Linked DNA regions of Mus musculus: regions 2, 3, 4 and 5 are each linked to region 1. Evidence: chromatin contacts called from public Hi-C and promoter capture Hi-C data. All regions are on one chromosome and are shown on one strand. Each heading gives the region's core, a stretch centred on a gene start, on an enhancer-like site or on the middle of the called end of the contact. The rest is flanking DNA. Distances are from core to core; before and after follow the strand shown. Region 1 holds the start of Pfkp (phosphofructokinase, platelet). Region 2 has its middle 7.0 kb from the start of Gm40654. Region 3 holds the start of Zmynd11 (zinc finger, MYND domain containing 11). Region 4 holds the start of Tasor2 (transcription activation suppressor family member 2). Region 5 holds the start of Asb13 (ankyrin repeat and SOCS box-containing 13).

Region 1 (2,542 bases), core at 22-2,521:
ACCTGGCTCAGGAACTGTCTGCAGCCGGCACAGACCTCAAGACTTGGAGGGCACATACTCTATGAAAATGTAGGTCTTGCTTCTAGCGCGTGTCCTCATCAAGAAATTAGCATGAACTCGGAAAGCCCACTGTTTGGGAACCCCAGCGCCCCCACGTGTACCCAGGATTAGAGGCTGGGGCACGGTACAGTCACCCCATTGCTCTTACATTTTAAGTATTCTCAGTTTATCAAATCCAAGCGTACAGAAATCGAGTCCCTTCAGCTCTGAAATCAATCCCGTCATTGGGAGAAAAGGGAAGCCCGGAGCTGGTAAGTGAGGGCTGATGACGTCCCGGAGTCCCTGCTTCCTGGTCTTTCCCGTCCTGGGGAGGCTGGCCCCGGAGGGCCTAGTGACCCATTTTAGTTTTCACTTTTGTCACAAGCAGGAAGAGACATTGCCTGGCAGTCAATGCCACACCCTGAGAGACCCCTGCACGCCCCCCCCCCCCCAGCTGCGCATCCCGCAATGCAGCAGCAGAGAAGGCTGCTAGCACCGCTTGGGAGGCAGGACTGGGATGGAGGCGCTGTGGGTACCCCGCTGTTTTTCCTACGAGTCCCAGGGATTAGGGTGGGGCGGTGCTGTGGCATCCTTATCGTCGCCCTGTACCTAATTCCAGGAAAGAACGCCTGGCTCATATGACCCAGACAGTAGACGACCCCATTGGCTAGCTCAATTAATAAATTTGGGGATGGAAAACTGGTTCATCTTGGGAATGAAGAATCCTACACAAATATCCTTTATCTTCTGCCCCTCACCACGTAATGGAACTCTATGGTCGCTCCTCAGGCACCCTAGTTGTTCCTAGATTAGGGTTTTCCCTACTCCTGAGCCACCGGTTCTCCTCGGCTCTCATAGGTAATTTTCACCAAGCCCTTTCCTCATCCTTTCTCCCAGATCCAGGTCACCCAACGTTTCTCCCCAGCTCTCCCTCTGTTCCCAACCCGATTACCCTCCTCTGCAGCCCTCTCCAGCCGCCCTCGCCCCCTGCCCGGCCCTTGGAGACCAGCGAGAGAGCTGGTAGGCACGCACCTTGGGCATCCCCGCCGCTGGTCAGGACACCGATAGCTTTGCCATCCCCAGAGAGGTGCTCCAGGTACTTCGGATAGGCGCTGGAGCTCGAAGAATCCAAGTCACTCATGATGAGGAGGTAGAGACGCCAGACACTCCCGTACTCAGCAAGCACTGAAGCCCTGGCCCACGCGCGCCAGCCTTGGAACCGCTGCCCCGCCTGCACCCGCAGGAGCCGCCCACGCCCCGCCCGAGCGCCAATGGGCTGTGGCGATGGGCGGGACTCACGCAAGGGCGGGGCCTGTTGTGTCAAAGACTCCAGCACTCTGCAGGGGTGGACAGGATAGTATGGACACGCGTTCTGTTAGGGATGCATCGCTGTGGTCCCTGAGAGGTGGAGTCGGGTTGGGGTGCCTTCTCAAGCGGGGGATGGAGGGATTATAGCCGGGTAGGAAACCCATAAGTGGCATAAGTGAATGGCAGCGCAGCTGCAGGGATGATCCCACAAGTGGGCGCGGAGCCTGTCAGCCCACCACGTGGGCGCAGAGGCTCGTGGGGCGCCCATTACCCCACCTGCTCTAGCTGTTAGGGTGGCGGTTGAGGGAGCCCAGAGGTCTGTGCAGTAGAGCAGAGGCACGCGCCTCACTTCCGGCAGGGCTCTTTCCTGGCCTGACAGTCAGAACAGTAGGGCGCTTCAGCATTTCTGTTCAATGTCCAGGATCCATAGGATCCTCCAGGTTTCACTTCTCCTTCGAAATTGAGGAAAGATGTGTGAGTAGATCAAGTTGTGTCACTGACTGTAGAGAAAGGATTGGAAGTAGAATGTCGGGGAAAGCCATTCGTAGACACACCCTCAGGAAGCAGGCCTGAGTTCTGGATAATCCAAAAGAAATCGGAACAAAAAAGGCTTGGTAGATTCCAGTCTCCACCTAATGGAAGCCCTGCTCTTGATTTGTTAGTCAGAACCCGGAAGGTTCTATTAGAAACAACAATAAAATAAAATAAAATAAAATAAAATAAAATAAAAGTATCCAATCTGTGGTTGATTTTGTTTATTTTGAAGATGCACCTCCTGGGGATCCCTGAGTTGTCCTGGAGCTTAATCTCTAAAAGCACGCAGACCCCTTCAGCAGTCATCCCAAGAATAAGACCTCAAAAGCAAGCAAACTGGATAGCTCACAGAAGGGGTGGCAGCACTGAGCCTCCTTCCTGTGCAAATTATACGTGTTGAATACATAGAAATATAGGAAACAAAGTAACAACCTAGGCAAAGACAATACAGTCTTACTACTATTAGGACAACCCTAGAAAAAAGATGGAGGCGCACAGACTTGTATCTTCCAACTTACCCTTTAAGCTTCAAACATTTAGGGGGGGGGGGGAGATCCAATCTACTGTAGACAAGGATGCATGAGATCTGATCTCTGCCTTCTTGAATCAGTTGAGCAATTCCTGAACTCCCATGATCAACAGAAGTTGGCTGCCTTCAGGT
Region 2 (2,542 bases), core at 15-2,514, 3.1 Mb before region 1:
ATAAATCCCTATCTCCATGATCGTGTGAAATGGTAATTTTAGAATCCTTGTTTAGGAAACAAAACAAAAAACCAAACCCCACTTTTCAAAACCTCCAGAAGAGCTGGTACTAGATCCTTGTCTTTTCTTTTGTTTCTAAGACAGAATCTCACTATAGATAGTCTTGGCTGACCTCCAAAGGAGAGAGATCCATTGTCCTTTGCCTCCTGAAGGCTGGCATTAGAGGTGGTTACCACCATGCCTGGCCTCCATCTGTTTCTTCCCTTTTCCCTTTCTTTTGTCCTTCTTTCCTCCCTCCCTCCCTTCCTTCGTTTCTTCAGTACTAGCAATTGAACTGAATGCAGGGCACAGTGAATGACAGGTAAGCACTTTACCATTGAACTATACCCCCACCCCCTTTCCCATCGAATTTAATCCTATCTGATCCTGGCTGTTTGCCCAAGTCTCCCGTTGATTCACCTCCCATGTACTCAGCACTTTTCAGAGTGTTGGAAGCCTAACTGTAGACCAGACTGATATCCCTGCCTCCGTGGACTCTGACATTCTAGTTGGCAGGCGGAGAACAAGTGAGAAAAAAAATCATTTACTGTTTAATAAAGTAATGGAAAGCAAATGGGCAGAACACTGACAGAATGTTGCTTGAGGAGAAGTAGGAAGAGCTAGCTGTGTGAAAATGCTCAGTGAGGAAGTGGAAGTTGGTAATTACAGAACCCAAAGGAGTACAAATGTCTTAGGTGGTTAAAAGCAAGATTCTAGGCCCTGAAAAACTAATGTGTTTGGACTGTACTCATCAAGAAGCAAAGACAGTACAAGACAGATTGATGAGCCTGCCGAGGTTAGAAGAAGCAATGCCCTGTGTATTATGGGCCTTGTCTTTTTTTCCCCCCAATATAAAATATATGCAGATGTATGGAAATGATCAGACTCATTTTTTGGAAGACAATGGATTTAGAATATAGAGGGAAGACTGTTGGGAAAGCCCAATAGAAACTTTTACAGTGGCCCGGGAGTGGGGAGGCTGACCTGGACTAGCGCTCACTCATGTTCTTTCCTTAAATTCAGTTTCTTCCTTTGTAAGGTGAGAATGGCTAGTAAAAACAGATCAGCCAACAGTTCCTCTCAAGTGCTCAGCTATGAGGAAGACTCCGATTTGCTGCCGCCTGTCAAGACTCAAAACATGCGTAGGATTGATGTATTTACCGCCTACCTACTTCCCCTTTGTCTGGTTTCACAGCAGCAGGAACTAAGAACATCTGTAGCCTTGCAAACCACTGAACCAATCAGTGGCTTTAAAGTTGCTTCGCCATGGATAGCTTTTGTTGCTTACCTAGTTGTTTATTGACGGGCTTAGGTAGGAATGTAAGAACTGAAAATGGGCGGAGTTGTTTGTGGTCAGGCTCAGTCTGGAAAGGTTTGTTCAGTTTAGGTGTTTGATTTTGCTTCTTTTCTGCGGGGCTACTGGGCCCATACTGAGAACAATGTGAAACTTCCGCGCAAAGGGCCCTTGCTGGCCTTAATGTCAGTGTTTGTGTCCCAAGGCCTTTATGTTTCTTGATGACTGTCCCTTTGATGAAATACTGTTCAGTCAAAGCAACATGGTATAATTCAGCTATACACATAAAAGCCTCTTTAATATTCAAAGGGTGGTGGCAAACTAATTACTACTGTTCACTTAAAAATGGCCTTCTCATGTCAGTTCAAAAGTATGTGTCATGACTCTGATGCCTTAAAACCCGGTAATTGGTAAATTTTTTCTTTTTTCTTTCTTTTCTTTTTTCTTTCTTTTCTTTTTTTCTTTCTTTTCTTTTTTCTTTTTCCTTTTCCGTCTCTTTTCTTTCTTTCTTTTTTTTTTTTTCTTTTTTGAGATAGCGTCTATTTAGCCCTGGCCATCCTGGAACTCACTCTGTTGATCAGGTAGGTTGGCCTCAAACTCCCAGAGATCCCCTGCCTCTGCCTCATGAATGCTGGAATTAAAGGTGTGTGCCACCACTGCTTGGCTTGATGGCACCTTTTTTGTTTTTTATTTTATTTTATTTTAATTAATTAATTAATGTTCCACTCTACATCCCACTCATTCCACACCTCCCAGTCACCCCTCCCCTTCTCTCCTGAACACTTCCCCCCACCCCCAGTTATCTCCCCACTCTGACACATCAAGTCTTTGTGAGACTAGGCTCATCCTCTCCCACTGAGGTCAAGGCAGCCCAGCTAGGCTTTCAGAGACTGAACCACCAACCAAAGAGCATACACAGGCTGGACCTACCTAGGCCTCTCTGCACATATACAGCAGATGTGCCACCTAGTCTTCATGTAGGTCCTGTACAACTAGAGGGTGGCTATCCCAAAAGCTGTTCAGTGTACCTTCTTAAGACAACAGCTGTTTTAGAAAAAAAAAAAAAAGTCAGTGATGTTCTCTATTAGATAATTAGGTTTAATATCCCATAATTTTGCACTTAATTTTTTTCTTATAATAATTTATTTGGCCTTCAACATGTCTTATCAACTTAAGGTTATATGTAGCTTTATTTATTTATTTAAACAT
Region 3 (2,542 bases), core at 14-2,513, 3.1 Mb after region 1:
CTCCGCGGCTTCCCGGAGCCAGCAGGCCGCGCGCGGCTCTCCGCGGCCTTCCCGCGGGCCTGCTCCTCACGTCAGCCGGAGGTACAAGGTGCTGGACAGAGGAAACGCGCCCACCCCTCAGGCCTCACCGGCCTGGGGCCGTGCCTGACGCCACCGGCAGCCGCCGCCCGCCCGCCCGGGAGCCCGGGGCCCCGGCAGCCACCACAGCTCAGGCCGCGCTGCCGCCGCCGCGGATGCCTCCGCCCTCCCCGCCGCCCAGCCGCCCCGCCGCCGCCGAGCTTTCCCCACCATTATGCTGCGCTCCGTCGCCGCCGCCGCTGCCGCCGCCGCGCCCGGCCCTCCCTCCGGAGCCGCCTCCTTCCCGCCGCCCGGCGCCTCTCGGGCCTCAGCCGGCGACGGGCGCGGGGGGCGGGGGGGACGCAGGCCGCCGCCTCCTCCTCCCCGCCATCTCCTCCCTCCTCCCCGGCTCCCCCCGCTGGCTCAGCGCGGAGGGCTCGGGGCTCGAGGGGCGCCATGTTGGCGGCGGCTTCCACCACAGAAAAAAAAAAAAAAAAATGCCTCGGCGCGCGCCGGGGCGAAACCGGGCGAGGCGGCCGGGGCGTCGCGCGCCGGCTGGAGGCCTGGCCCGCCGCGCGCTCTCGCTCGCTCGTTCGTTCGCTCGCTCACTCACCGCGTCTCCTCAGCCCGACGGCGGCGCGGGGCCTGCGGGGCTGCAGAGGACGCCTGGGGGGCAAAGTTGGCATCCCCCAACCAAGAGGCGGTTCACACGGTGCGGGCGCGGCGGCCGGCCCGGCTCGCGGCCTCCTCGGAGTTCATTGTGTGCGCTTGAGTGTTTCCCCGCGCGGGGCCGGGCCGGGCGAGCGCGGGGCCGGGCCGGGCGAGCGCGGGGCCTGGGCCGAGCTGCGCACGGGGGGCTCTAGCGGCCGGCGCGGGACTTGCGCGGCCCGCGCTGTCTCCCCGCCCCGAGGCCGGGGGAGCCCGCCGCACCCGCTCCTACCTTCCCTCGACCTGTCTCCGGCGCCTCGCTGAGAAATCGGTTTCAGCATATTCTAAGGGGGTCCACACACGAACTCCATGTCAACACACACGTGCGAGCTACGTACGTGCAGGCGCGCTGGAGGCGAGCACCGAGACACGAGGGTAGCATTGTTAGGATCCGGCCAAGCCCGGTGGGCTGCGTTGCAGCTTGCGGTGTGGACCCGCTCGGCACTTTGCTTGGCTCCTAATGGCTCCGTGTTGGACAAGCACTCGCCCGTGTACTACTGACCCGAGTGGGTAAGACGGTATCCCTCGCTTTCCAATCCTGTGCTCAAAAAAAAAAAAAAAGTTGCAAAGACACCCGAGTTCCCCGTCTCAAATATGCACAAGTGGGACGTTTAGAAAGAATGGACCACCCATTATCACTCTGGTTAGAACATTACAAATTGCTGTGAGGAGTAGGTTATCTTTTCTAGTGAGCAATTCTAGATCTAATCAGAGGAGAGCCCTTAAGCTATATGGCTTTAAAAGTCTTGGGGGAAAAGTCAAAGCATATACAGATGTCATACGTTGTCCTAACAACCTTTGCCTGCTAGGAGTTTAAAAGGGGAAACCCATTAGCTAAGATTGCCTGTCCCTATTCTCATTGGATAGATGTACCTGAAAAATCACTGGCGACGCCCCTAGAAATCTAGGGTTCTTATACAAATTATCCATCTGTTTACAGTGCTGATCTCTAAGTTAGAACTTACTTAGAGTAGCATTGAGTTGGCTTTTTGAAGTACACCAGTCAAACGGTCTTTCAAACTGTTAACAGTTCTGCCACTGATACCAGCATCGCAGAGAGAAGTGTTTGCTCTTTTGATGTTTGTTTCTGGCTTCCCCCCGCCCCCACTTCTAAGATCATGAAGTATTTATAATTCATTTAAATAATAAAATATGGCATGGCTGGACAGCAAGATTGCTCAGCAAATAAAGCCACTCACCACCAAGCCTGAAAGTCTGAGTTCAAGCCCCAGGACCCACCTGTGTGATGGAATGAAAGAACCAGTTTATTTCAGAAGTCGCCCTTAAACTAGATGGGTGGACTAAAGGATGCCAGGGGAAATCATGCCGTATTGGATTGGACTGCTGGACTGGAAATCACTTCTTTAAGTGAATCACCTCTTTTTTAAAAAAAGGTCTTCTTTCAGCTGTAGAGGAATGCCTACTTCTATATTTCTATGTAGTTTGCAGAAGCTACTCAAGTATGAAAATTTTTCTGTGTGGGGGGGAGGGAAAGAGGGAGGGACACACACACTCACAGAGAGAGAGAGAGAGAGAGAGAGAGAAGGGGGGAGGGAGAGAGGGAGAGAGAAATACAGTTTAGGAAAACAAAGTGACTCCCCCCAGTTATACAGAATAGAAATAGCTTCTATTTTTACATATAACTCTCTTAGATAGCCTATCTATAAGATTTCCTATTTCTTTGCTATAGTTTCCCAGCCCAACAGCTTTATTAACTGCATTTGTCTGTCAACTGGGTGAGTATATGAGGGTGGGTCAGAAGGCCAGTGGCTGGAGG
Region 4 (2,542 bases), core at 28-2,527, 3.0 Mb before region 1:
ACTGGAGCTACCCTTTACCAAACAATTTCCCAATACGGGAGGTATTCGCTTACACTATCAGGTATATGTGCTTTGTCCTAAACCTCTTCGGTAGGATTTCCAACAATCTCAGATTCTATACTATGACATATTCACCCCGCCTTCCTTTTGCTCTTCTAAGGGGAAACACTGTTGAGTCCTCAGGTTGTTTATTATAGAGATTTAGGAAAGACTTTCATTCGCTTCCCAGTTCTAAGTTTCCCTTCAGAAAGAATACAGGGGGGAGGAGCTTAACAAGAGGCGCGTCAAACTGGTAAACGGAGATTAAGGGAGACTCGAGATCTTCCGAAATAGCTCCAGTTTTGAAAGTTAAGCCACGGTTTCCTACCAAGTGCCGGTTGGTGCTCCCCTCTAACCAACCTCGGGGCCAGCGTACTGGCAGATCCCTTCACCGCTGCTGCAGCCGTCGGCTGCTGTCTTCCATATGGGCAGGCCCACTTATACGTAATAAAGAAGTTAAACCATGCCGTGCGTTGCCATAGATTCTACAGAACCCCGAACTCCGACCTGAGGGTTTCCCCAAAACCCCTCAGGGGGATGAGCTAGGCCAACCCCAGGCAAGGGAAAACTTCAGTGCAGAAGGATCCCATCCATCCCTTGGGGGGATGGAGCTGCTCTGTGACCGGTGTCACAAAACAAACCGCGCCGGGCTTTCCGCCTCGGAACGCAGACACCCATCCGGACGACCGCCACGGGCTCGGTGGAAACCCCGTCTAACCTTAGCTTCTGCAAGGCGGAGCTGAGCGGAGGAGCGGGGGTTGGGAGGGTCCCGCATCCCGGGCGACCGAGGCGTCTGCCCAGTGGCCCCCCGCGCCGCCCTGCCCGCCCACCAGTACGCGCCCCGCGAGCCAGCCACGCTCTTGCTTCCCCACGGGGGTCCTCGCCCCGGACGCCCCAACACCTGAGGGAAGGAGCGTTACCTGTCGCCGGCGCGGCCGCCTTCCCTGAAGAGACGAGCTCACCACTCGGTGTCCTCCTCATGCTTTTCCAGCCCGTCCCTTTCTCCTCCTGACCCCTCGCTCCGCCGCGTCTCCCGACCTCGCCTCACGAGCCCGGGTGTCCCGGGCGCGCGCTAGCCCCGGTCCCCTCACTCAGCCTCACAAGCGAGAAGCCGCTTCCGAAACAAGCCAGGCGCGGGGAAGGCGTCCGCTCTCCAGCCCCCGGGGAACCAGCGACCGGAAGTGAAACCTCGTGCGCACGGAGAAAGAGAGCAGGCTCCGAAGACAGAAAGTGAAAACTAAAGCGCCGTGCTCGCCTCGCCAAGGCCAATCACAAGGAGCACAGCGACGCGCAGGCGCGACCGCCGCCAGCATCCACGTTGCTCCTGCTTTTCCAGTAGGCGCAGGCGCAGGGGGGGGAGGGCAAAGCTAGCTCCGGATTGGACGACCCAGCCTTCCTTGGCTTCTCGCGAGATGTAGGCGGCGGGATCTAGAAGGCGTGCACAGGAAATGAGGCTCCTCAGTCGGAACCTCTTCTAGTGTATTGTGGGTTACTCATGGCCGCTTTTCTGGCTTTTTCTGTACCAGGTGCTGTAATGGGACAGGGCAAGATAGTACAGAGACGCTTCCATCTTGTCTCCTTGCTGAGGCCATTTTAGGTTTAACTAAAAATGATTTTCTTGATGAAAAATTACCCAGATGTTCTTGACTGGAAGCGAAGATGTCACAGCTAACTTACTTTCTGTCAAACTGCTTGCTGGTCTACACCTCCTCCTGCAGCTCCTGAGTGCGATCCAGGATGTAGTTTTGCCTTTAAAAGCCCCTTGGTGTAAGGAAGGTGTAAATGCTCAGGGCTACACTTCGTCCGAAAACCTGAGTATAGTCCTAGCTGGCAGGAGTAAAGACAGTTAACTAGCTATAAACTGAAGGTCATCTTCAGTGACTCTGGTGATGCTGGTTGATCTAACCCAAGTGCCACATCTCACTGCTGTTTGATTTTGCGGAATGTTAAATCCATACAAAACTTAAGTTCATTGTGGGAGTTCTCCAGACGAACTTGAAATTTATTATTTATATGAGTGTTGAGGTGACTATAAGTAACAATTCAAGTCTATCCTTTCTATAGATAAGAACCGCTGAGAGAAATTAAGCAGTACCAAGGACCTTGTGCCACGGTTGAAATTTTGTTACGATGAGATTTAGTCATTCAGTGGGCGAGTATACTTGTGGCTAGTTCCATATTAAAAACTGGGATTGGAGAGATGGCTCAGCAGTTAAAAGCACCGACTGTTCTTCTGAAGGTCCTGAGTTCAAACCCAGCAACCACATGGTGGCTCACAACCATCTGTAATGAGATCTGATGTCCTCTTCTGGTGCATCTGAAGACAGCTACAGTGTACTTAAAACATATAATAATAATAATAATAATAAGGGCTAGAGAGATGGCTCAGTGGTTAAGAGCACGACTGCTCTTCCGAAGGTCATAAGTTCAAATCCCAGCAACCACATGATGACAACCATCTGTAATGAGATCTGATGCCCTCTTTTGGGGTGTCTGAAGATAG
Region 5 (2,542 bases), core at 15-2,514, 3.0 Mb before region 1:
CAGAGCTCAAGAAAAACTGGGCAATGTAAGCTGTCATTCATAATTCCAGCAGTCTTGCACCGTGATGGGAGGAGGAAGTGGACGGCTCTCTGAGAGCCCACAGGCCTGCCAGGTGCAGCGGTGAATAGGAGACCCCGTCTCAAACAAATCAGAAGGTCCTCAAGGACTAACACGGACTGTATCCTCTGACCTGCAAACACACATGTAGTCACATACACTCACATATACATCAAACAAAGCAAAACCAAAACAAATGCCCCTGCAAAACAAAACAAACAAAAACAAAACCACAAGAGCCAAAATTTGATAAACAAATGGCCAAATAGATACAGATCCTTTTACTAAAAGATTTGGAATTTTATTCCAAGGTTTATTCCAGAAGTTCGGGTTCCCAACAGATACCATTCAAGGTCTCCTAAACCTGTGGTCCAAGGTGCAGATGAAGTTTCCGGCCATCCAAGCATCCTTACCTCAAAGGATGACTTCTAGTGCTATTTCCAGTGATTCTGATGTTATCATGTTCAAGTCACGTTGTATTTCCTCCGTGAGCCTCTGTACTGGTCAAGATGAGAGTGTCTCCCAAGTATCTCACGTTTTTGGTTGACCTGGAACCCCCTGGGAAGACTGGTTTCTCCTTTCTGCTAGGTTGCTCATAGAGCTCCAACTCCTTCTGCTAAACTGGTTAGTGAAACACCTGATTAAAACCATTCACCAAGAAACGTGGTTTTCTTCAATGAATACCAGCTATTTGAAAGTTAAGATTTATTTTGAAAGAAAGAAAGAGAGGGAGGGAGAGAGGAAGGGAGGGAGAGAGAGAGAGAGAGAGAGAGAGAGAGAGAGAGAGAGGAAAGAAAGAAAGAAGTTAGGCATTTTGATCACCATCTTCAGTGAAAACGTTTTCTTCAAAGTTTCAGGCATGAAGAGACTGAATACTTTGCTCAGCGGGATCAGTGTAAACCACAGAAGGCCAGTTTTGGCAGCTAAACACTTTTTGCACATGGGCACGCGTTTGAGGAGCTAAACATTTTGCATACGAACGTATCTTTTAGCTAGGACACCGGGATTTAAGCTTTTCTGCCAAACACAGGAGTTGTTAATGGACGTATATTCACTGGTGTCAACACGGACACATATTTTGCACTCTTCTGATTTGCATGTCACCCTTCAGCAGTGACAGCGGAGTGGGGACGCTCAGGTGGCACGCGGCGGATACAGAAACTACAACTCCCAGCGGTGGCCATGGTAGCAATCAGGCCCCGCCCAGCGGCCTGCGCTCCGGGGTAGGTCTCGGTTTAGGTCCCGGCTCAGGTCCCAGAGCTCTGAGTCACAAGGCCGGTAGACAGGGGAGCCCAGCGGGCGAGCAGCATGGAGCCGCGCGCCGGGGACGGCTGCTTCCTGGGAGATGTGGGTACGTGTTTCGCGCCGCAACCGCCAAGGACACCACACCGGGGCTGGAGTCAGGACCAGGAGATCAGCACTTGGGGACAGAGCAAGCTCATGGGTGGCCTTTGTCCCAGAGATGGGCATCGCGCGCCGTTCCAAGTTGGTGGTCAGAGGCGTTGGGGTGGGGTGTAGTGATTCGAGTAGGGCCCGGACGATCCTGGTCATCTCAGACCGACGTTTAATGTCTGTCGCCCTGTTTCTAGCCGGTGCACTGTGCAGCTGGTCTTCTCTGTGATGCACCAGGTATGGGATTCAGAACCGCCAGTCTACCAGAGCACCGCACACTTTGGGGAGCATGCGGGGTCGTTGCCCAATTCACCCGCAGAGTCTGGAAAGTGTACACTGGTTGGCAGCCTCATCCGGAGCCTACTGCGGTCACTGCACCACGTTTGGTGCAGTGAATTGCTTGCGGGGCTTAAAGCATCCTACACATACCCTGTAGGTTGCAGCAGCTGCAACCAGGGAGTCTGCTCCAGAATGAGGTCATGGCCCAACACTGGGACATACCTGGTGCTGAAGAAGTGTCCTCTGTACCTTTGGGCTGTTTTAATCCATAAAATGAATTTGAAGGCAAAGGAGCATTCTTTGGAGAAGTACATTTTTTTTCTTGTTTACAAAATAATAATATGGTAAATAGAAAGGACAATGACATTGTGCTTCAATAGCTTGAAAATAAATAGAAGAAAGAAAGCCAAAATGTTCCTTTATGTGAGTTAAAAAAAAAGTAATGTAAGCCGGGCATGATGGCGCACGCCTTTAATCCCAGCACATGGGAGGCAGAGGCAGGAGGATTTCTGAGTTCGAGGACAGCCTGGTCTACAAAGTGTGTTCCAGGACAGCCAGGGCTACCCAGAGAAACTCTGTCTCAAAAACCAAAAAAAAAAAGTAATGTAAAGAAAATCGAGTTAATTTAGCTGCAATTTATTATGATTGTAATTACAATCATAACAAGGTAGATAGATCTTTTAATTGATTTCTTCAAAACAAACTCCTTCAGAACAATCAAAGCCTCTTTAATAAGCACCTGTTTTTCTTGGCACCCTTGGCTGGCACAAGACTTTGACCCTGATAGCGTGGTCACTATTTGATTCGTGTGACT

What was found. Promoter capture Hi-C pulls out the DNA fragments that hold promoters and counts their contacts. A called contact is a pair of places that touch in the nucleus more often than the background predicts.
Region 2: a Hi-C map of B cells shows a contact between it and region 1, with 11 read pairs. The contact joins the enhancer-like site here to the promoter of Pfkp in region 1. A contact is called at or near these places in 1 of 39 promoter capture datasets (pre-B cells) and 5 of 484 Hi-C or Micro-C datasets (B cells, CD4 T cells, CD8 T cells and 2 more).
Region 3: a contact with region 1 is called in a Hi-C map of B cells, with 5 read pairs. The contact joins the promoter of Zmynd11 here to the promoter of Pfkp in region 1. A contact is called at or near these places in 4 of 39 promoter capture datasets (the HPC-7 cell line, cranial neural crest, pre-B cells and 1 more) and 3 of 484 Hi-C or Micro-C datasets (B cells, CD4 T cells and embryonic stem cells).
Region 4: a Hi-C map of CD4 T cells shows a contact between it and region 1, with 4 times the contacts expected there. The contact joins the promoter of Tasor2 here to the promoter of Pfkp in region 1. A contact is called at or near these places in 2 of 484 Hi-C or Micro-C datasets (CD4 T cells and embryonic stem cells).
Region 5: a promoter capture Hi-C map of pre-B cells shows a contact between it and region 1. The contact joins the promoter of Asb13 here to the promoter of Pfkp in region 1. A contact is called at or near these places in 4 of 39 promoter capture datasets (the 3T3-L1 cell line, the C10 cell line, hippocampal neurons and 1 more), 2 of 484 Hi-C or Micro-C datasets (CD4 T cells and embryonic stem cells) and 1 of 9 other capture datasets (liver).

Annotation. Positions count from the first base shown.
Region 1 is chr13:6,647,500-6,650,041 of GRCm38.p6, forward strand. Pfkp (phosphofructokinase, platelet) reads right to left here and starts at 1,272. Exons shown (of 22, transcript NM_019703.4): 1 at 1,072-1,272. The coding sequence starts at 1,180.
Region 2 is chr13:3,525,272-3,527,813 of GRCm38.p6, forward strand. No RefSeq gene overlaps it. Among named protein-coding and RNA genes, the nearest start is that of Gm40654, 7.0 kb to the left of the region's middle. Within about 2 kb of position 1,265, at least 122 of the 459 cell types and tissues checked have an H3K27ac peak or open chromatin away from gene starts, as enhancers often do. A contact at or near this core is called in B cells, CD8 T cells, pre-B cells and 1 more, where this site is marked.
Region 3 is chr13:9,764,058-9,766,599 of GRCm38.p6, forward strand. Zmynd11 (zinc finger, MYND domain containing 11) reads right to left here and starts at 1,264. Exons shown (of 15, transcript NM_001199141.2): 1 at 998-1,264.
Region 4 is chr13:3,609,831-3,612,372 of GRCm38.p6, forward strand. Tasor2 (transcription activation suppressor family member 2) reads right to left here and starts at 1,278. Exons shown (of 20, transcript NM_134063.3): 1 at 960-1,278.
Region 5 is chr13:3,632,768-3,635,309 of GRCm38.p6, forward strand. It overlaps Asb13 (ankyrin repeat and SOCS box-containing 13), which reads left to right and starts at 1,265. Exons shown (of 6, transcript NM_178283.4): 1 at 1,265-1,408. The coding sequence starts at 1,366.